Regions from separate parts of the Mus musculus genome. Here regions 2, 3, 4, 5, 6 and 7 are each linked to region 1. Evidence: chromatin contacts called from public HiCAR-type and promoter capture Hi-C data. All regions are on one chromosome and are shown on one strand. The core of a region is the stretch at or near the end of the contact, and the rest is flanking DNA. Distances in the headings are between cores, read along the strand shown. Region 1 holds the start of Usp40 (ubiquitin specific peptidase 40). Region 2 holds the start of Nmur1 (neuromedin U receptor 1). Region 3 holds the start of Pde6d (phosphodiesterase 6D, cGMP-specific, rod, delta). Region 4 holds the start of Agap1 (ArfGAP with GTPase domain, ankyrin repeat and PH domain 1). Region 5 holds the start of Psmd1 (proteasome (prosome, macropain) 26S subunit, non-ATPase, 1). Region 6 holds the start of Htr2b (5-hydroxytryptamine (serotonin) receptor 2B). Region 7 holds the start of Nppc (natriuretic peptide type C).

Region 1 (2,829 bases), core at 72-2,571:
AATTCAGGTGTGAAATGAAGCGTCTGAAGAAGGGAGCTGAGGTAACAGGTTCCACCCTGATTTCTGATTCCACTTAAATTGGTGAATTCTCTAGGGGCAGGCGGCTCCAAACCTTTAGTCTTTAATTTCTTCCCTCTTCCATACTGACTACTTGACACACTGGAATAATCCTCTTCAAATAGGTTCCCAAACATGGTGGAACTAAACGCTATCCTTTAAAGAAAATATGTTACATAAATGTTTCCATTCTTTAAATGTACCTCCACCCCCAATTTTCTCTTATTATTCGAGCGTAGCTGTTTTGTTAAATCGTTCTTCAGAAAACACAGTAGTTTGTGTTTTGGAGAAAGCGAGACCTGACTTGTCTTTCCTACCTACACGGGGTCCTGATTAACCTGTGTGATCCTGGACAAGTTATTTTAGCTAACATTTACTTCTATGTAAAATGGGGCTGCGTATTTTTCATAGGTAAATTAAACCAGTCACATGACAAAAGAAAGGTTACTGAGTACAAAGGGCTTGACCCACAAGAACCGATAACTATTCTTGGATTCCACATCACTAAATGAGGGGGGGGGGGAGAGAAGGGGAGGAGCCTTCATCAATTATGAAATCTCAGCTTCCCCCATCCCTTCATACACAGTACCAGATCACAGCGTTTCAGTGACTTAACCCTATCACATTAATCTTGACAGTAGTTTCAGCACTTTGGCCCTAAACTAGAGAGCCAGGAGTAAGTACCTTGAGGAAGAAAAACTCTGGTCATTAGAGCCATGGAGTCCAATGGCCTTCCAAAACATACCCAGGAATCCAACTGCAGAAGTGGGGACCTGCGGGAATCTGTTCTGTTTCTTGTGTGGGGAAGGGACATTTGGGGTAAAACGCTGAGAACACTCTCTTAAGTGATAGGAATGGCCAAAATGCAGTTTTCTTCCTTCCCAACACAGTCCTCTGAACAAAAGCTCAAGAAATGGAACTCGCGAGGCAGGCCTCGAGCTAGCTCGCGGGCTGGCTTCCCGTCACGCCGCTCCAGAGGCCTTGCCGCCCACCAAGCCGCCCAGCGCCCAGGAGCGCGACCAGGCGCGCGTCCCCGCGGCCCGACCCCTGACGCGCTGCCAGCAGAGGCCCGGCGTCTCTCCCCAGGCCGCCGGCGTCGTCCCTACGCTGCCCTCGTCCCTCCCTGCGCCCAGTTCCCCAGCCCCACTTACTGCCTATAGCCCAGACCCCCGCCCCGGCCACAGCACAGAGTAAACGAACTCGCTCCGAACGGGCACCGCCATGCCGAGGAGGCCGTGTCTCTGGAAAGTGATTTCCAACCACCCACCCCCACCCCAGATGCGACTACACTTCCCAGGGTGCGTCGCGCCACGCGGAGATTTATGGGTAGTTATACTGCTCTTTTTCCAGACGGCTTACAAGTTAAAATTTGTATTTATTGCTGCCTGCAAAAAGCGTTGGAGCCACATTCTGTTAGAGCTTTCACCATTTAAGTGGAGTATGTATTTATATAGTCTCTGCTCTAGGATAACAAAAGAACCTTAAAACAGTTTTTCCTCTTCAAAGTATATCTCTGATACAAAACTTGTGAAAATGCTCTACGTTCTGTGAACCTTCTTACATCGCCTTCAATCCACCTTAAGTAGTTTATATATAACCATGCAAGCATGTATGCACACAAAACTGTCTGTCCTGCTGGAGCTCTTCGGATAGGTTACTTCCCATCCTTTGCACAGACCCCATTTGTATCTCCCTCGTCTCCTCCAACCTCTATCAGGATGTGAATGAAGGAAACAGGTGAAATCTAATTTTTATTTCAGCTGAGAGTTTAAGAGATGGAGAACAGGAATAAAGATGGAGGGTGATGGGGGTTGAGGGTGGCAGAGTCCAAGTGACCATCAGTCCAAGGGATTTGTCTTTGGAACATTTGAGGGAGGCTGGTGTGGCTAGAACGCTGAGGAAGTGTTGGGAGGAAAGGACTGGAGATGACCATTGGCTAGGAATAAGGGGTCTGGGCCAGGAAATGGACTGGGAGAGTACACAGCTCTCAGTACTCCAGGTGGAGGACCACTTTGCTTTTTAGCAACCTCCCCTTCACTTTGCTTTCCTGGCCATATCTCTTTCTGTCTTATGGTACTTTATCCTCCTATTTAAAAATCACAGCTATACCTTAAACTTTTATTCCCTGACCAAAACTCAACACTGTAAGCCAAGATCCACAGGCATAGGTGGCTTCCCTCTGGGCAGCTATATCCCCTTACACCCATGTGCTTGTTAGTTAGGTTTTGATTACTTTTTTTTTTTCTTGGTAGGTTGTTTGTTTTTGTACTTTATTTTGTTTTGTTTGTAAACGGGACACAAGCTAGGGTCACATGGAAAGAGGGAACAGATGCTGAGAGAATACCTCTATAAGATTGGCCTGGAGGCAAGTGTGGGGACATTTTCTTGATGAATGATTAATGTGGGAGGACCCAGCCCACTATGGGTGGTGCCAACCTTGGGAAGGTGGACCTGGGTTGTATAAAAAACAAACTGAGTGACCCAGAGGGAACAAGCCAGAGAGCAGGGTTTCTCCATGGCCTCCACTTCAGGTTCTGCCTCTAGTCCCTGCCTTGAGTTGCTGCCCTGCCTTGAGTTCGTGATGAACTGTGAGCTGTCTGAAATGAACCCTTTTCTCCCCACGTTGCTTTTACTGGTGGTGTTCATCACTGCAATAGAAAGCAACCTAGGACAGCCTGGCCTCTTTGTTATGTTCTGACTCATAGTTCCATTCTACCACCTGTCTACGTTCTCCTTCTCTCTCTGGGGTCAACTTACTGCAAGTGGCCATAC
Region 2 (3,282 bases), core at 543-3,042, 1.6 Mb before region 1:
ACACCCTGGATCCTCATTCACAGCCAGAGGTTCGTCCCTGCTGTTCCTGTGGCCCACGTCACACAGGGTGCTGCCTGTGGTCAACCTGATGTGGTTATGGGAGCCATGATAGGGTTGGCGGCGATGACAGCACTGGGTTCCAAGGCCCAGGGCTTGCAGGAAGGTCTCTCGGAAGCGAGTAGACATGAGGCTGTAGAGCACCGGGTTGGCTGCTGAGCCGAGATAGAAGAAGATGCCAGAGGCAATGTGGACACACTGGTAGGCCAGGTGCAGGCCTTCCGTTGAGTGTCCATACACCAGGCTCCACATGATACGGTCAGCATGGAATGGAGCCCAGCAGATGCCGAATACCACAACCAGTGCAACTGCAAGGACAGAGAAGAGATTTGATCTTCATCATGCTTAGAGTTTGCATCTACAGCTCACTATCTTCCGGTCCTAGAAAAGCAGACAGGAGAGCCAGGTAGTGGTGGTGCACACCTTTAATCCCAGTACTTTGGAGGTAGAGGCAGGTGAATCTCTGGTCTACACAGCAAGTTCTAGAACAGCCAGAGCTACACAAAGAAACTCCTTCTCTCTTTTTTTCCCTCTTCCCTTTTCTGTCTTTCTCTGGCCTCGCTCCCTCCACCCCAAGCCCCACTTGCTCTGGTCCCTGCTAAGTCTGGCCCATAGGTTTTTTTTGTTTTATTATTATTATTATTATTATTATTATTATTATTATTATTATTATTATTAGTTTCTCATTACGGATGGTTGTGAGTCACCATGTGGTTGCTGGGATTTGAACTCATGACCTCCAGGAGAGTGGTCAGTGCTCTTACCTGCTGAGCCATCTCACCAGCCCTGAAACCCTTTCTCAAAACAATAACAACAACAAGCAAGCAAGCAAGCAAACAATACCCTGGAAGCTCAATTCCTTCCCCAGACTGGAGGAAGCTCAGCTTTCTCCTCAACAATGACTTACACAGCATCTTGGTCACCTGTCTCCGTCCCCTATCTTGCAGCTGAATCCTTCTGTGGGAGGTCTCCTGGGTTGCTGCGGTTTTCCTGCCCTTGACCTCCACTTGGAGCAACATCCTCTCCCTCCGCAGCCGCAGCCCAATGAGCAGATACAGCACACTGATGGTGACCATGGGCAGACAGAAGAAGAGCAGTGCGGTAGTCAGTACCACCAACTTGTAGAAGTCCATGGGACCCACCAGCGAACATATAGCTGAGTCGGGCACCGGCCCCCGGCAGGGCACAGTTAGTTGACTGAGGCCATGCAGGCTGGTGTTGGGCAGAGAGAAGAGAGTAGCGAGGACCCAGATGGCCCCCACCATGCGGCGCACATGGGCCCGTGTCATCACAGACTTGGCTTGGAGTGGGCGCACCACGGCCACATAACGCTCCACACTCAGGGCTGTGACATTGAGCACTGAAGCTAGGCAGACGGTCTCTAAGAGCAGTATTCGGAAGTAGCAGGCACTCGCACCCAGCTGGAACGGGTAATTTTGCTGCATCTCATAAAGCTCCAGAGGCAAGCCCACCAGGAGCACCAGCATATCGGACACAGCGAGGCTGAAGAGGTAGAAGTTGGTGGGCGTGCGCATAGTCTTGTTGCGCAGGATGACGGTGCAGGTCAGCCCGTTGCCCAGAGTGCCCACCACGAAGATCAGCAGGTACGTGACACAGATGGGGACAAACTGTTTCATCTGCTGTGGCCCCAAATACTTCAGCCTCAGGGCCTCATCGGTAAGGTTCAGATCCTCAGGTTGATAGGGCCACTTGAACTCACTGATATTGCAGACCAGGGGGCTCCTTGAAGCATTTGGGGAGAGCGCTCCAGGAAAGATGGAACAATTGAGGCAGGGAGGAGTCTGTAGGATAGAAGGGGGAGATACCCAGAAGTCATTTAGGTAATCCCAGCTCTGTCCTAAGTTATCACACTGTAGAGGACTGATTAGTCACATGCCACTGGGAAAGAAAGCATCTGCCACCCACTAAAGTGCATTTCAACTACAGAGTATCCGGAGTGCAAACCTTGAAAATAATAAAATTGGCCGGGCAGTGGTAGTGCGCAGCTTTAATCCCAACGCGAAGGAAGCTGAGGCAGGCAGGTCTCATGTGAGTTTGAGGCTAGCCTGGGCTACAGAGCAAGTTCCAGGACAGTTAGAACTACAGAGAGAGACACTGTCTAAAAAACAAACAAAAACAAACAACAAAAAACCAATCAACAACAACAACAACAAAGAGTTATCCTCTATCCTCTACACACATACATGCAAACAGTATATATGCACAAGTACACACACACACACAAATGAAATACTTTTTAAATGATAAGATTGGCCCTTTACAATCTACTGGAATCTTTGAAGAAATGCCAGGTTTTTCCAAGAACGCTTGGCTATCTCCTTTGGCTGTCTCCCTTTTAAGACAGACTTCAGGAGAGCCACTTGATGTGGACCTCAGAAAAGTGGGTGCAACTGCAGTATTGCTTGGTCTTTAAAGAGCCGGGGCTCCTAAAGCAACTGCCAGGGCAGACCTGACCTCCCCAACTCCAGGTGCAAGATCCCGGTATTTAATCCACAAAAAGCATCGACACATGGCAGACCTGACATACAGAACGCTGTGTGTGACCTTGGTGTGAAGAGAAAGCCACCGTAGGGGTTAAGTGAAGGAGTGAAAAAGCTAAAAAACTGTACTTTGACCCAAATTTGATTCTGTTTTCTGTCACCTGAATCACTCCCAGTCTAAATATTTTATATTCTTTGCACCTACTAGACCTGGAGTTCTCACTCTCGGAACTCTCACGGAGAGGAGCTGGGGATGGGCAGGTGACAGCCCAGGTTCAAGAGAGCAGCGCTGAGACGACAGTCATCAGAAAAATGACAGAAATAAACTGACTAACTGAGAGGTCTCTCCCACAACCCCCAAATGTCTCACAGAGTTTTTCCACCCATCTCACTCTGAGAGCCGCTCCTGTCAGGGCCCGTATCCCGCTCACCTACCATGCCTTCTGCCCAGGAGGTCCTGTGCGCCCTGGCTCCCACTGACAGATAGATGCTGAGCTGAAGGCGACCTGACAGAGGCTGCCCTCCCCGCCTTCCTGGTTGCTTCGCCTGTTGTTCACAAAATCGCCACTAGAGGGCAACGCTGACCCCGGAGCTTGGAGTACTTAGGACCACTCCCAAAGGACTCTACCTGCATCCAAACCATACTAGCTAGCTGTTGGAATCACCCGGAGCTGAGAGTGTCTTCTTTTTCTAGACAACAATCCCATTTTACAGGTGAGAAGAA
Region 3 (2,854 bases), core at 58-2,557, 1.4 Mb before region 1:
ACCAAGTCCACCGAAACAACGAATTCTGATATCATATGGTGTCCTCAACACAATCAAGTAATTGTGAACAGCTTCACCATAATAAAGCGTTAACCTCAGCAATGCCAAAGATAATTTTGCCGGGAGTCGGTTCAAAACCAAAGTACCTCATGCATCTCACACACCTCCTATTTCTCATCTCGCTGGAAAGAGAACTTGAGATGTTAATGCTCCAAAGGCCAACAAAGTGTTAAGATGGGGTCCGTCTTTAATTTCTCTTTCCCCACCTCTCCACTACTCCAGCCCTATAAGAAGCCACAAGTGAGGAAGAAAAGTTGTGAAAACAAGACGGATGTGTGTGTGGTGGGGTGGGATGGGGTACATTATCCCCCACATACAAGGTCACTTGCTTGGAGTCACTTTCTCCTGCTCCCACCCTGGGCTTCCCGCCAAAGTCGCTCCTAGGCAGGCTAGGAGGCCAGCTTGCTGCACTCCCTCAGCCTCTGCGTGGGGACTGCAGCCCCCTTCTGGCCTCCCGGCCTTCAGGACCCTAATTTCAAATGGGAACTCTTCTCGCAGTAGCCAGGTCCCGGGGCTCCTCCACCTCCATCCTCCCCCCCGCCCCCCCCCCCCCCCAGGCTCCATCAACGTCCCCTTTCTCCCTCAGGGTGCCCCTGTGCCTGCCTCCCGTTCGCGGTCCCTCCCGGGGGCCCGGCACACAGTTCCTTTCCTGCCCCTTCTCGTAGCCCTTCTTCCCCGGTGCCCACCTGACGCCCCTGCCAAAGCCTGGCTCCTTAGAGCCACGGCCTCCTCCCAGCCCCGCCCCTGCTCCCGGGCGGATACAGTTTGAAGCCTCTCAGGATATCCCTGGCCCGCTCGTCCTTGGCTGACATGATGCGGCGCCTGCCGCCCGCGGCCCTCCCACGCTGGCTCCGCGGGGCCTCGCAGACGGTACCCAGGAACCGAGGACAGCCGCAGCCCGGCCGGACACCTCAGGTGAACAGCGGTGGCGGCCAGACCCGAACCGGCCTCTCCCTCCCCTCAGCTCCCGCTCCTGATCCCTTCTCCTTCCCTCTAGTCGTGGAGCTCCCGCCTTGAAACCAATGACAAGCCAGCCTTGGCGATTGGCATCTTGAGTAGCCAATAGCAACGCTCAGCGGCTTCGCTCGGGGACGGAGAGCGTCAGTGGGAAAGGCCCTCTTGGAGAGTCCCGGAGGACAGAATTTTCTTTCGTGTTGTTGCCTAGAGTTTGTCCCAGAGGAGCGATGGCTTGAAATCTTCAGAGGCGTTTGAGATGCCTGCTCTTGTTGCCGGGCACACTAGTGGTCTGAGACTATGGCAGGCTGCACTGTACAAGGTGGCAGAAACTACATTTCCCAGCATCCCAGAGAGCACAGGCGATCCCAGCGCACCATTAGAGGCCAGGGACTACAAGTCCCAGCATACTATGCGCTCCATCTTTTTAACTTGGGTTCCAGTGTGCCGAGCAGTGTGCACATATTTGAAATCCTCCTATGGGGTTGGTTTCTGAATCCTGTTACTTGAAACCCAGCAGGAAGGTCTTCTTTTACCCCGGAGACGTGACAACCCACCGACAGTTAACTTCTGTTTACATGGAACTCAGGAGTCTGCAAACCATGGTAAGACTGCAAACCACCAACAAAACCACATATTAAGCCACGAGAGATAACAGAACAAAATGACCTCCTCAAATAGTGTTAGTTTATTAGTCTGGAGTTCATTTTTACTTGTTTTGCAGGGTTTATGTTATATTTCTGCTTTGGACTGGGTGAGCTAAAGATTGTTTATACTCAATGTTAGTACAGGAAGACTTAAAAGATTTTGCCAATCCAATCTCTTTATCTTTTGTTTTTAAATATGAGGAAATAGAGACCCGGTGAGGCAGAGACTGGCCAGAGAGCACAGCAAATTGACACAGTTAAAATCTGGCTTTACATCTACTGACCTGTCATCTAGTATCTACACTACACTAGGGAGGTAATATTTTTAGAAGCATGGCAATGTGATTGTTTTTCTCCTTAATGAACAGTTTCTGAACTAGTGTTGAAACACCCAGAAAATAGGAAAGCATTTATTTCATGGATTTCCTGAAAGGAGCTGGTGTGACAGTCCTTTATCCTCAGACTAGATAGGTCTTGCTATTTTTATTTGCTTTTTTGACATTCAAGTTGACATTTAATGATTGTTTTTCCCCCAGAAAGTAGATAAAGTTGGTTTAACCCTCTGTTTCCTTGGAGACGCCTGTGTCCTTCCTCTGGCCTTCTTTCCTGTTCTTGTTCCCACTCCACCCATTTGATCACCCACCCATTTTGTTTGTTTTTCTTCCAAGTAACTCAACAAACCTTGTTTTGGTTTTTGGTTTTGGTTGGGTACTGAATTAAGTAAAAGATAGGCCACTGTTATTCAGAAGATACATAACTGATTAGGGAGATAAGGAGATTCAAGATGGAGTTGACAAGTGGCATAAAAGAAAAGATATCAGAATGCCACAGAGGATTACTTGTTGGCCTTTTAGTCAAGATCAAGTGGAGAATGCCTTAGAGGTTCTGGTGACGTGCCTTTAACAGCTGGCAAAACTTCATGGTGGAAATGACATTTGAACTTAAAGCAGTGGTTCTCAAACTGTGGGTCAAAAATCCCTTTGGCAAACCGCTATCTCCAAAAATGTTTACATTATGATCCATACAGTAGAAACATTACAGTTCTGAAGTAGCAATGAAAATTATTTTAGGGATGGGGGTCACCACAGCATGAGGAATTGGTTTTTTGTTGTTTTTTTTTTGGGGGGGGGGGGAGACAGGGTTTTTCTCTGTGTAGTCCTGGCTGTCCTGGAACTCACTCTGTAGACCAGGCT
Region 4 (3,011 bases), core at 105-2,604, 1.4 Mb after region 1:
TCCAAAAGTTGGATGTGATGAGGAGGGGACAGGTGGATAGGTCTGGGACAGAAAATTTAGTGTCATCAACCTCTATATGATATTCAAAGGCATAAGAGAGGCAAATAAAACAGGTCTAAGGTTGACTCCCAGCATCATCCATATTTAAACCTTAGAGAAGTACAAAGGAACCCCCAAAGAGATTGAGAAGCCAGATGTGAAGCAGGGGAGTCCTGGAACTATTTCACAAAGAGTTGGGGTTTCAAGGTGGAGTAGGGACGAACAGTAGAATGAACCCACATGCCAGCATCTCTATTAGTGTTTCTGCTAAGGACGAAGATAGAGGCAAGGCACAGAACAAGCCAGGGCCTCTGCTGTGTTAGGGACAAGGAAGGCTGAACAGTACACTGGCTTGAGGAACACTGGAACTCGGAAGAGTTCCAAGAACCAAGAGCTAGGCTGCCTGGGGCCCTGGGCTGCCCATTAGCTTGCATTTGAACCAGGTAAAGCCCAGGGCATTTGAATCAGGAATGTGGGCTGTTTATAAAACACCCCTGCATGGTGAGACAGTGCATAGACCCAGGACCTTTACGGCCTCGGACTCGTCCTGGATCCTTGGAAATCTACAACAATCTAATTCATTTGGAGTCGTTGGCATGAGCTCTCAGCTGCAGTGCGGTCTAGCTTCATGGGCTCCTGGACTGGGCTAAAGTGGGGTTAGTGTCGGGCGCTCGGAGGGCTGCGGCGTGGAGGTTACAACTCAGTTGTGCAACATTTTCGTGGAAAAGCCTAGAAGCCCCCGTGGAATTCCGTCTCACCTACCACCCCAGCCTCAGGTTTAGTTTATTGATGAAGCGTTGGACTCCCGTGTATCCCATGGGAAGGGAAGTAACTATCCTGCTGGGTTTAGAAAGGAGGCAGAAAGTTGCCAGACGGGGGGAGGGGACCCCGCGCGTCGCAGAGGTTCCTTAAGCGCTCAACTGGCAAACAAACAAAAGCGCGGGCGGGCGGGCGGGCTCGTGCGCCACCTTCCCCGTACAGAGGCGCGGGGGCTGGCACGGGGCAGTAGGGATAACCGAGAGGGACCAGGGCTCTCAGCTCGCAGATCCGCGGGCTGTAGCGGCATCCGGACGTCCCGCGGGGCCCGCCCAGTGCGCTGCGACGCGATCGCACAGCGCACCCCACGCGCGCGGGCCGGCCGGCGTGATGGACTACAAGTCCCAGCAAGCCCAGAGGCAGCGCGGGGCGGGGTCTGGCGCAATTCCCCGGGATCCGGCGCGCTGGGAAGCGCCGCCGAGGACGCAGCGGCGGCCGGAGGGCGGCGAGCGCAGGCGGGGGCGGGGCCGACGTGGGCCAGAGCCCTGCGTGCCAGGGAGGGGGCTGGCCGGGCAGCGGCGGGCGGCGCTCGGAGCGGTCTCCGCGGCTGGCAAGGCGCCTACAGCTCGGTCCCGGCTTGGCGGACGGCGCAGGGCAGCTGAGGGCCCCGGCCCGCGCGGTAGCGCGGCACTCACAAGCGCGCGGACCCAGCCGCAGCCGTGCGCCCGGAGCAGAGCGGCCACTGCCCGGGGGCCTCGGCCCCGGCGCTCGCAGCGCCGTGCTGCCTGCGCTTTAATGGCTGCTCGGCCGGCCGGCGTGTAGGGGTGCGGGCGGCTGCGGCGCGGGAAGGCGCCCGAGCGAGCCTCCTCCGCGGCCGGCCGCGCTCCATGGCGCCGCGGTCTTCCCGGACGGCCCGCTGACCCGGGACGCTGGTCCCTGCTATGAACTGAGCCCCTCTACTGCTTCATCCTCAGCGTTCTTTTCTTTTTCTTTTTCTTTTTCTTTTCTTTTCTTTCTTTCTTTCTTTCTTTCTTTCTTTCTTTTTTTTTTTTTTTGCGCCTCCTCGGCTCCGTGCTCCCCGGGGGCTGCGGCGCCCCGGGTCTCGGTGGCCCGCGGGGCTCCGGGGCGCGGGGCGGCGACGACGGGGGGCGCGCGGCTTTGGGCGCCGCGCCTGCACCATGAACTACCAGCAGCAGCTGGCCAACTCGGCTGCCATCCGGGCCGAGATCCAGCGCTTCGAGTCGGTCCACCCCAACATCTACTCCATCTACGAGCTGCTGGAGCGCGTGGAGGAGCCGGTGCTGCAGAACCAGATTCGGGAGCACGTCATCGCCATCGAAGGTGAGGGCCAGGCCGCCCGGGGCTTCTGGAAAGCGCGGGGGAGCGGGCGCCCCTGGCGCGGCGGGGTGTGTGCGCGCGTGTGTGCTTGCGTGTGTACACACGCGGCTGCCCGGCGGAGAGAGCACTGCGGTGCCTCTTGTCCCGCAAGGCCGGCCAGTCAGCCAGGGAAGATGGGTTGTCAGCGTTCATTTGATAATGGACAATGGAGTCTCTCCTGTGAGAAAGTGGCACGGTGCTGCTACGTCCGGGGCGGCCCGCAAGCCCCGTCCGGGCCCAGCAGACGCCTGGGGGCAGCTGCTTGGGATGGCGCCACTGGATCCCTGACAGGTTATCAGGCCCGGCCTGAGTGTCTTTCGTGGACGTTGAAGATGTGTTTTGAGAAGCGCTGCTGCTGGGGATGCTGTTCCGGCCAGCTTATTCAGTTGCTTCATGGCTGGCTACCCCCCCCCCCCTCCAGTTCGCGGATACAGGGGAGGTGGCACATGTAGGAAGCCAATGGGACCCAGGCAGTATCATGCCCCAGTGCTGATCGGACTGGCGTTGTACAAACGCTGGCCGTTTTGTACTAAAATCCTGAGGCAAATTATAACCCTTCTTGGGAGGCAGGACACCTTGATACTGTCTTGCTGAAAGGGGCACTTTAATCCGTCGGCTACTTGGGAGCCACCCAAGGGGCGGAAAAGTGGATGATCTTGCTGCCTGTAAGCCTGTGTTTGCACAGAACACTGTTTTGAGCCCCCAGTGTCAGGCAAGGCAGTATCCCTGCAGGGGAGGATGGAGCCGGTGGCTTTGCCCTGGCTTGTGCTCTCTTTGGACTACCCATGGCTCCCGTTTCTCTCCTACTAGGTGCCTGACCTGTTTCCTTGGGTTGTTTC
Region 5 (3,108 bases), core at 113-2,612, 1.9 Mb before region 1:
AGACAGGCTTTCTATTTTTAAAGAGGTATTTATTACTTATTTGTGTGTGTCTATGTGCCCATGAGTATAGGTACCTGTGGAGGCCAAAAGAGAGCATCAAACCCCCTGGAGCTGGAGTTACAAGTAGTTGTGAGCTACTCGATGTGGGTGCTCAGAATTGTACTTGGGTTCTCTGGAAGCTTAACCACTAAAGGCAACTCTCCGAACTGCCACCAACCCAGCCTTTTTAAGACAGGGTCTCACAATTGACTCCTCCTTCACTAGAATTCACTATGGAGATGAGGCTGGCCTGGAACTCACAGAGATCTGCCTACCATTGCCTCCCAAGGGGTGTACCACCATGTTTGACACCTGGACAGTCTATTTTTGTGTATGTTCATATTTGGGGGGAGGGGGGCCTTCGCTGGATGAGGCTGTACGAAAGACACAGGCATGGAGGCAAGTTTGTGTCAAACATATACACATGTATATGTATATACACATATATACACATATACGCAAGTAGGCCGGAGGTTGACATTGGGTGTCTTCCTCAATTGCTCTCCCACTCTTCCTTCCCTACCCCCACACTCCTCAAGGTCTTACTTTGTAGCTCTGGCTGTCCTGGAACCCACTTGTAGGCCAGGCTGGCCTTAAATCCACAGAGATCTTCCTGCCTTTTCCTCTGCTTCTTGAGTGCTGTGATTAAGGTGTGAACCACAACACCCAGCCACTTTATTTTTTGGAAACAAGAGTCTCTTACTAGACCAGGAGCTCACCAACCGGCTACACAGGCCGGCCAGCAAGCCCCAGATATCCACCTGCCTTCACCTCCCCCAGCACTGGGTTTACACCGGCCACTGGGAATCCTAACTCAACTTCAGGTCTTCATGCTTTTATGGCAACCACTTAAGCGACCAAGTCGCCTTTCCAGCATTATCCCACCACCACCTTCCCCTACTTTGATAGCAGATCTTTTATAGCCCAGGCTGGCCTCGAATTCAAGATCCTTCTGCCTCAGTCGCTTTTCTAAGAAAATACTTCCCTGTAGTCTTGGGTTGGTGGGCATTATTGCAGTGAGACCTCCATAGCCTTAGGTGGCGCTGCGAGCAATGCTTATACCTCCCCTAACACTCATTCTCTTAGCAATGGCGGGTGATGAGTGGGCCTCTCTTTGCAAGGGTGTCTATTTTGAAGCCTGATTGCAACTAGAAATGAATGTCCGTTCGCAGCCGGCCAGATCTCTGACTTCACGGAGAGTTATAAAAAACAACGACATGTTTTTTTACCTTGTTGCATGATCTCGAGAGGCGGAAGCTGCATAAAAGACACAGCGTGGCGGTGAATTTGAGCCAAGCCTCAGGCGGAGATGCGGGCAGCCCTAGGGCGGGCGGGGTCCTCGGCTAGAAGCGAGCCGGCGGCCTGTGGAGGGGACTGACTGAGCAGCGCACCCGGGACCCTGGAGGTGCGGTAGAGCAAGCGGGCCCTGAGCTGACAGATCCAGGGCTTGGCCAGGACTGTGGACGAGTGGATCGGCGAGTGCAGGGCGCAGCCATGATCACTTCAGCCGGTGAGTGCTGCCGGGAGCAGGCGCCCCAGTGAGGAGCCGCCGCCGCGCCGGCGTTTAGCTGAGTCAGGGCGGGTGACTGGGCACCTCCGGGTCGAGCGCCGGCCTGCGAGGCCCCTCTGCCCGAGGCCCACCTCGGGGATCGAGGGCTGGGAAACTGGCCAGGTCACTGCAGGCCCCTGGGGTTCGTAGGAATAGGACCAGGTAGCCACCCGGCCGTCCCTCTCCAGCCACACCCCCGTTCCAGGACCAGACCGGGCTCCTAGGCGGTCGCTGGACCTTTATTCTCTGTCCGCTTCTTGGTCGAGTGACCCCCCAATCCTTCCCCGCAGGTGTTTCGGTTTGGGATGGGCCCCGGTGTCATCGTAAGCATCTTATAGCAGGTCCTGGCCTGGCAGCCTAACTGCTACACTAAGTGCTTCTGGCTTGTGCATGAGATATCTTCTCCTGGAAGTCCGAAATTAGGTTTGAGGTGGCTGGGTTTTTGGTGCTACCGTATTCACCTAAGAACCTCGTTCAGTGAAGGCAGCATTGACTGGAGAGCCACCTTACTGTGTGTGTTTAGATCCTCAGGACTGCAAAGCAGGTTTCGCACACTTGTATGGTAGATACTTGTAATGGCTTTTGAAATGGGAAGGTGTGGAGGGAGATGAACTTCTACATGGAGATTTTTCAAGCCCACTACAGACTTGAACTGCGTATAGCTGTTCCCAGTCTCGATGCTTTCTCAGCCCTGGCTGCTTGCGTACCCTTGCTTGGTTGTTATTCCTATTCTGTACTTGTTCTACAAGTATTTGATTTTGAACAAACGGGTTCTCAGTAGACAGTATGCTGTACGGTGGGGAGGGTCTCACTGTGTAGCTCTAGCTGTCCTCGAACTCACTGTGTAGACCAAGCTGACCTCAAACTCACAGAGATCTCCTGCCCCTGCTTCCTAAATACTAGGATTAAAAATGTGTAGTGTACTACTACACTCTGTGCTGGTTATTTTTAAACACGTGAAGAAGTGTTTGGACTTGAAGTTAGACTTTTGTCCTGATAGAGACAGATGATTGCAATGAATTTTAGTTCCCATCAAAAGAAGCATTTTCTTTTCTTTTTTCCAATTAGCTCTGGAGGAAAATACTAGATTTTTTGCCACTTGTAAGAATAGGCTTAGGCCCCGCCATTACCACTGGTCTTCAAAGTGGTGGCTTCACTGATCATAGTTGTGTGGGTGCTTAATAGAATACTGTTAGGGTGGACGCAGAGATAGCCACCTCATTTGGAATGTGGTCCAGGCCACCTTTGTCTCTTGCCTAGGCTATGAGCCTCAAGACTTTTCTTTTTTTTTCCCCAATACTTTGTCTAAGCTCATTCCTCTAGTTCCAAATTTGCTTTGGGAACTTTGTGTAGCATTTCTCATTCCCATTACATCGTAAACATGCTATACTTTTTGTTCGGCCTCTCTCCTACTTAAGAGTTCTTGTACATTCTGTTCCTACTCTAGCCTTTTCTCTCACGAGGTGTTGTAAATCTCCAGTGTTCATCTCGACTTTATCCCTCTATTAGAAACACTAACT
Region 6 (3,243 bases), core at 511-3,010, 1.9 Mb before region 1:
AAGGGAAAGGATGAATAATTTTTTGAAAAATGTACTTTTTTTACTTACTAAAATTTTTAGGTAACAAATGCAGAATCTACAAATATTGCCAACTTAATGACTTTATAAAGATGGCTGAGGAAGGGTAAACATGCTCCTAAGAAATTATTTGTATGTCCTTTCACAGTAACTACAAATCATGAAAAATGAAGGAATGTTCCCTTCTGTGTTTTTAATCCAGGTCCTTCTTTTATTTCAAACAAAATAAAGGTCAGTGAGTGTCCATTTCACTACGTTAGTAGTGTTCAGTGGCAGGAACAAGGGGAAATACTCACCAAACATGATTGTCAAGAGGGCAATCGGCATCACAAACAATCCAACCAGCAAATCTGCTATCGCCAAGGACATTAAAAAGTAGTTGGTAGCGTACTGCAGCCTTTTCTCCAGTGCAACAGCCAGAATCACAAGGATGTTCCCACCAATGGTGGGTATTATCACCGCGAGTATCAGGAGAGCTGCCCAGTGCACTGTATGCCCCTGTCCCTCCACAGTCTGCTTCATTTCCTCTGCTACTGAGTCTGTCTCTAATCCAGAACGGTTAGTCAGGATCAGGTGATCACATGTCTTCTGTAAAATGTGCTCAGAAGTTGTGCTTTGTTCAGACATTTTATAAGATGAAGCCATTCGCCTTTTGGTGACTCAGTCCAGTTCCAGACAGTGGTCAGCATGGTCAGTAGCTAAGCAAGTCATCTGCTTTAGCAAAGCATTTAGCAAACCTACCAGACACTCACAGCCAAGGTGACTTCTTCCTTCTAAAAAGATTCAGGCTCTCGAAGATGGGACTGTGTACACGTCTGTCCGTGTTTGCAGGTAAGACATCCACATTTTAGATTTTCTAGAGGCTTAGATTCCAGAAGACTTGATGAAAGACACCAATAGATGTGGATGAAAAATGTTAGTTTATCATTTCTTTTTTTCTATAATTTTAAGACATGAATTTATCAGAGTTTCCTTCTAGATACAGAGGTAGTTATTTCTAAAAAGCAGTAAAAAAACACTAGAGCTTCCCCCTCCCGTTTTGATAGGACGGTATGTATTGTGACAGTGCAGCCAGTGCCCCCAGAGTTGATAATAGAGACGATAGCGCATTACGTGGTATCTGGCCCTTGGATACCTTGTCCCTTAACTTTAGAAAGCATTCAGAATAGTGGCCCACCAGTAAGAGGCAAGCCCACCTATGAGTAAAGAATTTACCAGCTAAGAACCTGAATGAGTGTTGATTTAAAAGCTTGTTTGTAACTCATTTTATAATTCTTAAAATAATTTCTTAAGTTGGAGAGAAAGTAGTACAAAGTATCACTAGCCAAATACTTGCTTTTAGTAGTAATCACTTCTTTCCACAAGATTTTAAATGTAATCAAATCAGTCTGCCAACTTTGAACCAGTTCTTTTTAAGTTCTTAAGTCTTCTTTACTTTCCCAGTTCCCTTGAGAAGCACTTTAAGAGGAAGATTATGTTATTTGTTCATTACACTGACAACTCCCATATTAAATTTGCCTTCATATTTATAATTTTTAAACCACTGAATAGATACAAAGGAATGTGGAAGCAGAGCTCCTGAAGATTAAAATGGGAACAACAAAAACCTGCTAGTTGCATATGAATTTGCTAAATACTCACCGCTTGTCTTCTGTGGCTTCCTAAGCCAGCCGTCCTGTGTCTGTTCAGTTGGACTCCCTCTCCTGGCAGATCCTCCCCCACTGACTTGCTCTGAGTCTTAGCGGCTGGTGCTCGTAAGCAGTGTAACAAATGTGTTGTGCAGCTGTCTGCCTGCCAGAGAGGTTGTTTCCTCTTTGATACTGTCATTATTAGAATATAGCTATAGTCATTGTAATTCATAAAACTCCTCGTTAATCGTGTTCCAACCAGTTCATGACCTGATTCAAGTTCTATTCTTATGTGTTCTCTTTGATATTTAGAGGGTAAACTCTAAACTTTAGCATAAGATGATTTTATTTGGAATGAGGCCTAGGCTGTTTTTCCCTTTTGAGAAAAGAAGATAAAATGGAGAGTCTCCTCCATTAGCTGTATAGCAGTTCACACACTTGGGATTTTTACCTGTGAGACAATATTTTCATCCAGCTAATGCCTTTGCTGTGGAGTGCAATAAATTTACTCATGTCACAGCCTTATATAGAAAAGCACAGAAAAAGCTGCATGCTGCTTGTATACATAGATTTTTGGCAGAAACTTTGTCACTGTTCATTTTTAAACAGCATCTGAATTTGGAAGCTGGTTCATTGGCAACTTCTTTTCCAGTGATTTTTAATTGGGAAAAGTGTATAATGTGAAGTAAAAATCTATTTCTGCCCTATTTCTGAAAAATAATGTATAAATCTTACCATGTATGCTCTTGAGATTTTCTCTAAACTATAAACCTGGCTTAACATTAAAGCTACAGCAGGGCAGTGGTGTCACAGCACTTAGGAGGTAGAGGCAGGCAGATCTATCTGAGTTCAAGGACACCCTGTTCTACAGAACCAGTCCTGACACAGCCAGCACTACACAGAGAAACAAAACAAGACAAAAAAAAAGCCTCTAGTATTCTCAGTGTTTCCTTTTTAAAGGGTCTTCACAGGTCTCTCAGAGTTTAATTGCTTCTTTACGTAACTGATGGGATTTGTGTGTTTCTTATTAAGCATATTCATACATATGCATAAGGCATTCCATCATGTTTCACATCCTCTTGACCTCCCTTGTCCTCCTTCTCATCGCTGCCAGCCCTCTTCTACTTTCCTGGGTTGAATCTTTGCATCAGTGTCCCGGCAGGCTGTTTTATTAGCTTATTTACAGACCATGGACACAGTAGCAGTGAGGGTACCACGGAAGAAAATGGCTTTCTCTTCTCCATCAACCATTAGCTCAGGATAATCCTCAAGATCTATTTATTTTCTTTCTTCTTTTTCTTCCTTCTTTTGGGTCATCATTCCTGTTTGATTTCTCATAGTACTTTTGTTGATTGCATTTCCTAAAATTCTTAAATTTTTGTTAACATCTTATTTGGTTTTTGCATGCGTGATGTGGGGAAGGGTGTGTATGGCTCAGCACACTGTGTGGTCAGAAGACAGTTTGCATGTGTGTCCCAATGATTAAACTCAGAAAGTCAGGCTTGGCAACAGGTTTCTTACCTGCTAAGTCATCTCACCAACCCCTATTTCCGATACCTGATTAATTGTTCTACAAGTTTCATAATACTCAGATTCA
Region 7 (3,182 bases), core at 489-2,988, 1.3 Mb before region 1:
GAGGCTTCCCGTCTCCATGGAGGGGAAGGAGGCCAGAAATAGTTCAGAGCACCACAAGGCTGGTAAAGAACTCACTGTGGACACACTGAGTTTGAGGTTAGGTCACGAAATAAGCTTTAGCTTGTTCCTTTGCCTCTCTCTTGAAACAGGGTCACCAGCCTAAGGTTCATCTCGGAAGCCCCAGGGCAGCAGCATCAGGACCCTGGATAGACCAGTTTGCCCACAGTTGAGTTGAGAGCAGGGCTAAGATTCAGAATGCCCCAGGCAGAAGAGTGCCCTGCTGCTGCCACAGAGGTTCTCTCTACTAGGAGGGGGCAGGCATATCTGCATGCCTGCCTCACCTGAGGGACAACAGCCCCAGAAAGGCATCCTAGCACTTGACTGCTTGGCTGCTGGCACAGGGCTGGTGGTACATCTTTCTCTCCCTCTTTCCAGGATCTCTCTAACAAGTTTCCAGTTGGCTAGCTGGCCAGTGGTCAGTGGTGGGTTTGGAGGCTGGGACTGCATAAGCCTGTCTCTATTTTTCTAGAGGAAGCCAGATGGAGTACTCTAAGGCTGAACCTGGTCTCTGACCTGGCCCGTGTTCACTTTTTTGTTGTTGTTGTTTTTTAAATCTGTAAAATGGGATATGTGAGGTGGCAGGCAAATGTCTGGGTACACTTGATCCCATGCCTAAATTGGTTGGGGGAAGGTCACAGAACATAGGGATCAGGGAGGAAACCAAACAGTCTGCGAAGGACAGTGATAAGAGCTTGGCTCTCTTGGGTGCAGAGCTAGGCGAGCGGGGAGCGTCCGATGGTGTTACTTACCGCCGCCAGGGGTAGCTGCACTAACATCCCAGACCGCTCATGGAGCCGATCCGGTCCAGCTTGAGGCCAAAGCAGCCTTTGGACAAGCCCTTCTTGTTGCCGCCTTTGTATTTGCGCGCGTTGGGGTGCTCGTGCAGAAGGCGGGCCCAAGCAGCCCGGGACTTGGTGTCCACACGCAGGTCCCGGAGCAGTCGCGATCGGTCTCCCTTGAGATTGGCTCCCCCGCTGCCTGGAGTCTTGTCACCCTTTTTCTGATTGCCACCAGCTGCCTGGGAATCCGCCAGCTCCTCCCCTGGCGGGGTTCTCGGGACCTGTCGGAGAAAAGAGTGGACAGGTGAAAGAGTGCACCGATGTAGCATAGATGACTTTTACGGGGCCCAGAGTGGCGTGGCCCTTCTCAGCCATGAGCGTGCCTCCACCGATGCGGGACAGCTGAGTCCAGCATCCACCTGCCACGCAGCCTTCTTGCCTGCTCCTCCGGGGAGCCCATTGCTCTTCCCGTGCCGCAGGTCATGCTGGGCACATTGGGGCACGGGAGGTGTGCATGTGTCGACATTCTCCCGAGGCTGGGAAATGAACCCGAGAAGTCCCCGCTTTGAGGGAGCAAGTCCGAGGGGGTCTGCCTTTCCGGGTTCTCTGCTCCCTCCTGCGCACCACATCTTTCCACGCCCCTCACAAGCCCAGCGTCCCCGCGACAGCACCCACCTTCGGTGGTGTCCCGGGCTTGGCTTCAGAGGGCCGGAGCGAGAGTAGCGCGAGCAGCAGGGCGCAGGCGATCAGCTGGGAGAGGTGCATGGTGCCGATGGGACCGAGGTGTGCAGACGGTCTGCAGCCGGGACTGCCGGTGAGCAGTCGGATAGGCGGATGCGGAGCAGGATTGCCAAGCGAGCACAGGTCCTACTGCTGTGCGGCGCCGGCTGGGTGCGCTCTGAGTCCGTGGCTCCGCTGGAGCCTTTATAATCCAACCTGCCGCTGATGTCATCTTCCCGCCCACCGGGCCTCCAGGGCCAATGGCACAGCGCACGCGGCCGAATCGACGGCCCGGAGGGGGCCGGGAGGGGGCCGGGAGGGGGCCACGGGGGCTCCCTCTTCTGCTCCAACCCACATCCCACCTCCGAAGGAGCCGGCGGCTCGGCTCGCTGCGCTCAAAGCCACAAAGCGGCGCGCAGAAAAGAACTCCATTTGTAGAATGCGCTTCGCCCTAGTACTCAGGCTTCTAGGCGTCCCTGCGCTGTGTATCTGCTGCTCCTGATACGTGTCTGTACTCCTTCTGCAGGTGCAAAGGCTTAGAAGAAATGTCCTTTATGCAAAGTTACACAGGTTGAAAGTTGGTGCGGCCCAAAATCTACACAGATCGCTCTGTTTCCAAACTCTTCACAAATGCTGCCACGCGCTAGCCAGGGTGGAAGGGCTGACCATGTCTACACGCTCAAACATGGGGGCGGCAGAGGATGGGGTTAGTAGATCCCAGTGGGAAGTGGAGGGAGAGCTTGAATGTTGTAGCTGCAAAGGAGACTTGTAAGTCTCGGATACCCACGAGTGAGAGGATGTCATCAACCCACGAGTGTGAGCCAGGAGTTTGTGTGTGTGTGTGTGTGTGTGTGTGTGTGTGTGTGTGTGTGTGTGTGTGTTGGGAGGTTAGGAGGCAGGTAGCTTTCCTTCAGTGATGTACTGGCCCTTCCTGAAGGTGGAGATGTCCACTTTAGTGTCCTGAATACCCTAAGAAACTATGGGCAGTACTGGGTTTTAACCAGCTCCAAGCCTCAATAGGCCATCGCCATTGAGTTTGGGGTTGTAGTTGCCTTCTGGCTATAGGGACCGGGCCACTTATTTCTGCTGCACACAATTCCTCGCCTTGACCTGGAATCTTGGTCCATCGGACTCTAGGGAGCTCTGCAATTTAGAGCCACGAGAGAACTTGTAGTTTCAAGAATGGAGTGATGTGCAAGAGTTTGTGTCCCTTCTCCTGAGCAGGATGCAGGCTTGAGCGAGGGAAATGAATGTTGGCAGGGTCCCTGTGGTCTCATGGAGCAAAGAGCCTGGGAGAGAGGACGAGAAGCAGGAGCCAGTTAGCTTCTTACAGAGAAAGGGAAGTGGGAAGAGAGGGTAGTGGGAAGACTGCTGGGATGGACATGGGTCTAGAGGACCCAATGCTTCTGGAGGATACAGAGGAAGCAAGAGTGTACTGAGTGTGCCGTCTACTTCCTCGTCCTTTCCTAGCATGCAACCCAAAGACTCCAAATGAGGACCACAAGCTCCTTCCAGCCTTTCGTTTGGGAAATGACTCACAGGTGAGGTTTGATTTGAGTCAGCATATTGCCCAAAGAAAGATCTAGACATCAGTTTCAAGTCCTTTGTCAGTTCTGGAAGGTT

What was found. Promoter capture Hi-C pulls out the DNA fragments that hold promoters and counts their contacts. HiCAR-type assays count read pairs that join an accessible place to other places.
Region 2: a promoter capture Hi-C map of pre-B cells shows a contact between it and region 1, with 5 times the contacts expected there. The contact joins the promoter of Nmur1 here to the promoter of Usp40 in region 1.
Region 3: a contact with region 1 is called in a promoter capture Hi-C map of hippocampal neurons, with 8 times the contacts expected there. The contact joins the promoter of Pde6d here to the promoter of Usp40 in region 1. A contact is called at or near these places in 3 of 39 promoter capture datasets (hippocampal neurons, liver and pre-B cells) and 1 of 115 datasets of contacts at active chromatin or transcription factors (astrocytes).
Region 4: a contact with region 1 is called in a HiCAR-type map of astrocytes, with 4 times the contacts expected there. The contact joins the promoter of Agap1 here to the promoter of Usp40 in region 1. A contact is called at or near these places in 1 of 39 promoter capture datasets (hippocampal neurons) and 1 of 115 datasets of contacts at active chromatin or transcription factors (astrocytes).
Region 5: a contact with region 1 is called in a promoter capture Hi-C map of pre-B cells, with 4 times the contacts expected there. The contact joins the promoter of Psmd1 here to the promoter of Usp40 in region 1. A contact is called at or near these places in 3 of 39 promoter capture datasets (cranial neural crest, hippocampal neurons and pre-B cells) and 1 of 115 datasets of contacts at active chromatin or transcription factors (astrocytes).
Region 6: a promoter capture Hi-C map of liver shows a contact between it and region 1, with 4 times the contacts expected there. The contact joins the promoter of Htr2b here to the promoter of Usp40 in region 1. A contact is called at or near these places in 1 of 39 promoter capture datasets (liver) and 1 of 9 other capture datasets (adipose tissue).
Region 7: a contact with region 1 is called in a promoter capture Hi-C map of pre-B cells, with 3 times the contacts expected there. The contact joins the promoter of Nppc here to the promoter of Usp40 in region 1. A contact is called at or near these places in 3 of 39 promoter capture datasets (hippocampal neurons, pre-B cells and stem cell-derived epiblast-like cells).

Annotation. Positions count from the first base shown.
Region 1 is chr1:88,007,230-88,010,058 of GRCm38.p6, forward strand. It overlaps Usp40 (ubiquitin specific peptidase 40), which reads right to left and starts at 1,322. Exons shown (of 32, transcript NM_001198573.1): 1 at 1,209-1,322; 2 at 1-213. The coding sequence starts at 194.
Region 2 is chr1:86,386,349-86,389,630 of GRCm38.p6, forward strand. Nmur1 (neuromedin U receptor 1) reads right to left here and starts at 1,793. Exons shown (of 2, transcript NM_010341.1): 1 at 965-1,793; 2 at 1-365. The coding sequence starts at 1,793.
Region 3 is chr1:86,581,478-86,584,331 of GRCm38.p6, forward strand. It overlaps Pde6d (phosphodiesterase 6D, cGMP-specific, rod, delta), which reads right to left and starts at 1,308. Exons shown (of 5, transcript NM_008801.3): 1 at 823-1,308. The coding sequence starts at 872. Cops7b (COP9 signalosome subunit 7B) reads left to right here and starts at 1,444. Exons shown (of 8, transcript NM_172974.3): 1 at 1,444-1,619.
Region 4 is chr1:89,453,457-89,456,467 of GRCm38.p6, forward strand. It overlaps Agap1 (ArfGAP with GTPase domain, ankyrin repeat and PH domain 1), which reads left to right and starts at 1,355. Exons shown (of 18, transcript NM_178119.3): 1 at 1,355-2,136. The coding sequence starts at 1,974.
Region 5 is chr1:86,063,257-86,066,364 of GRCm38.p6, forward strand. Psmd1 (proteasome (prosome, macropain) 26S subunit, non-ATPase, 1) reads left to right here and starts at 1,363. Exons shown (of 25, transcript NM_027357.2): 1 at 1,363-1,549. The coding sequence starts at 1,534.
Region 6 is chr1:86,110,220-86,113,462 of GRCm38.p6, forward strand. Htr2b (5-hydroxytryptamine (serotonin) receptor 2B) reads right to left here and starts at 1,761. Exons shown (of 4, transcript NM_008311.3): 1 at 1,660-1,761; 2 at 315-897. The coding sequence starts at 663. All of the region lies in intron 16 of Psmd1 (proteasome (prosome, macropain) 26S subunit, non-ATPase, 1), which reads left to right.
Region 7 is chr1:86,668,835-86,672,016 of GRCm38.p6, forward strand. It overlaps Nppc (natriuretic peptide type C), which reads right to left and starts at 1,739. Exons shown (of 3, transcript NM_010933.5): 1 at 1,515-1,739; 2 at 810-1,120. The coding sequence starts at 1,604. The coding sequence ends at 830.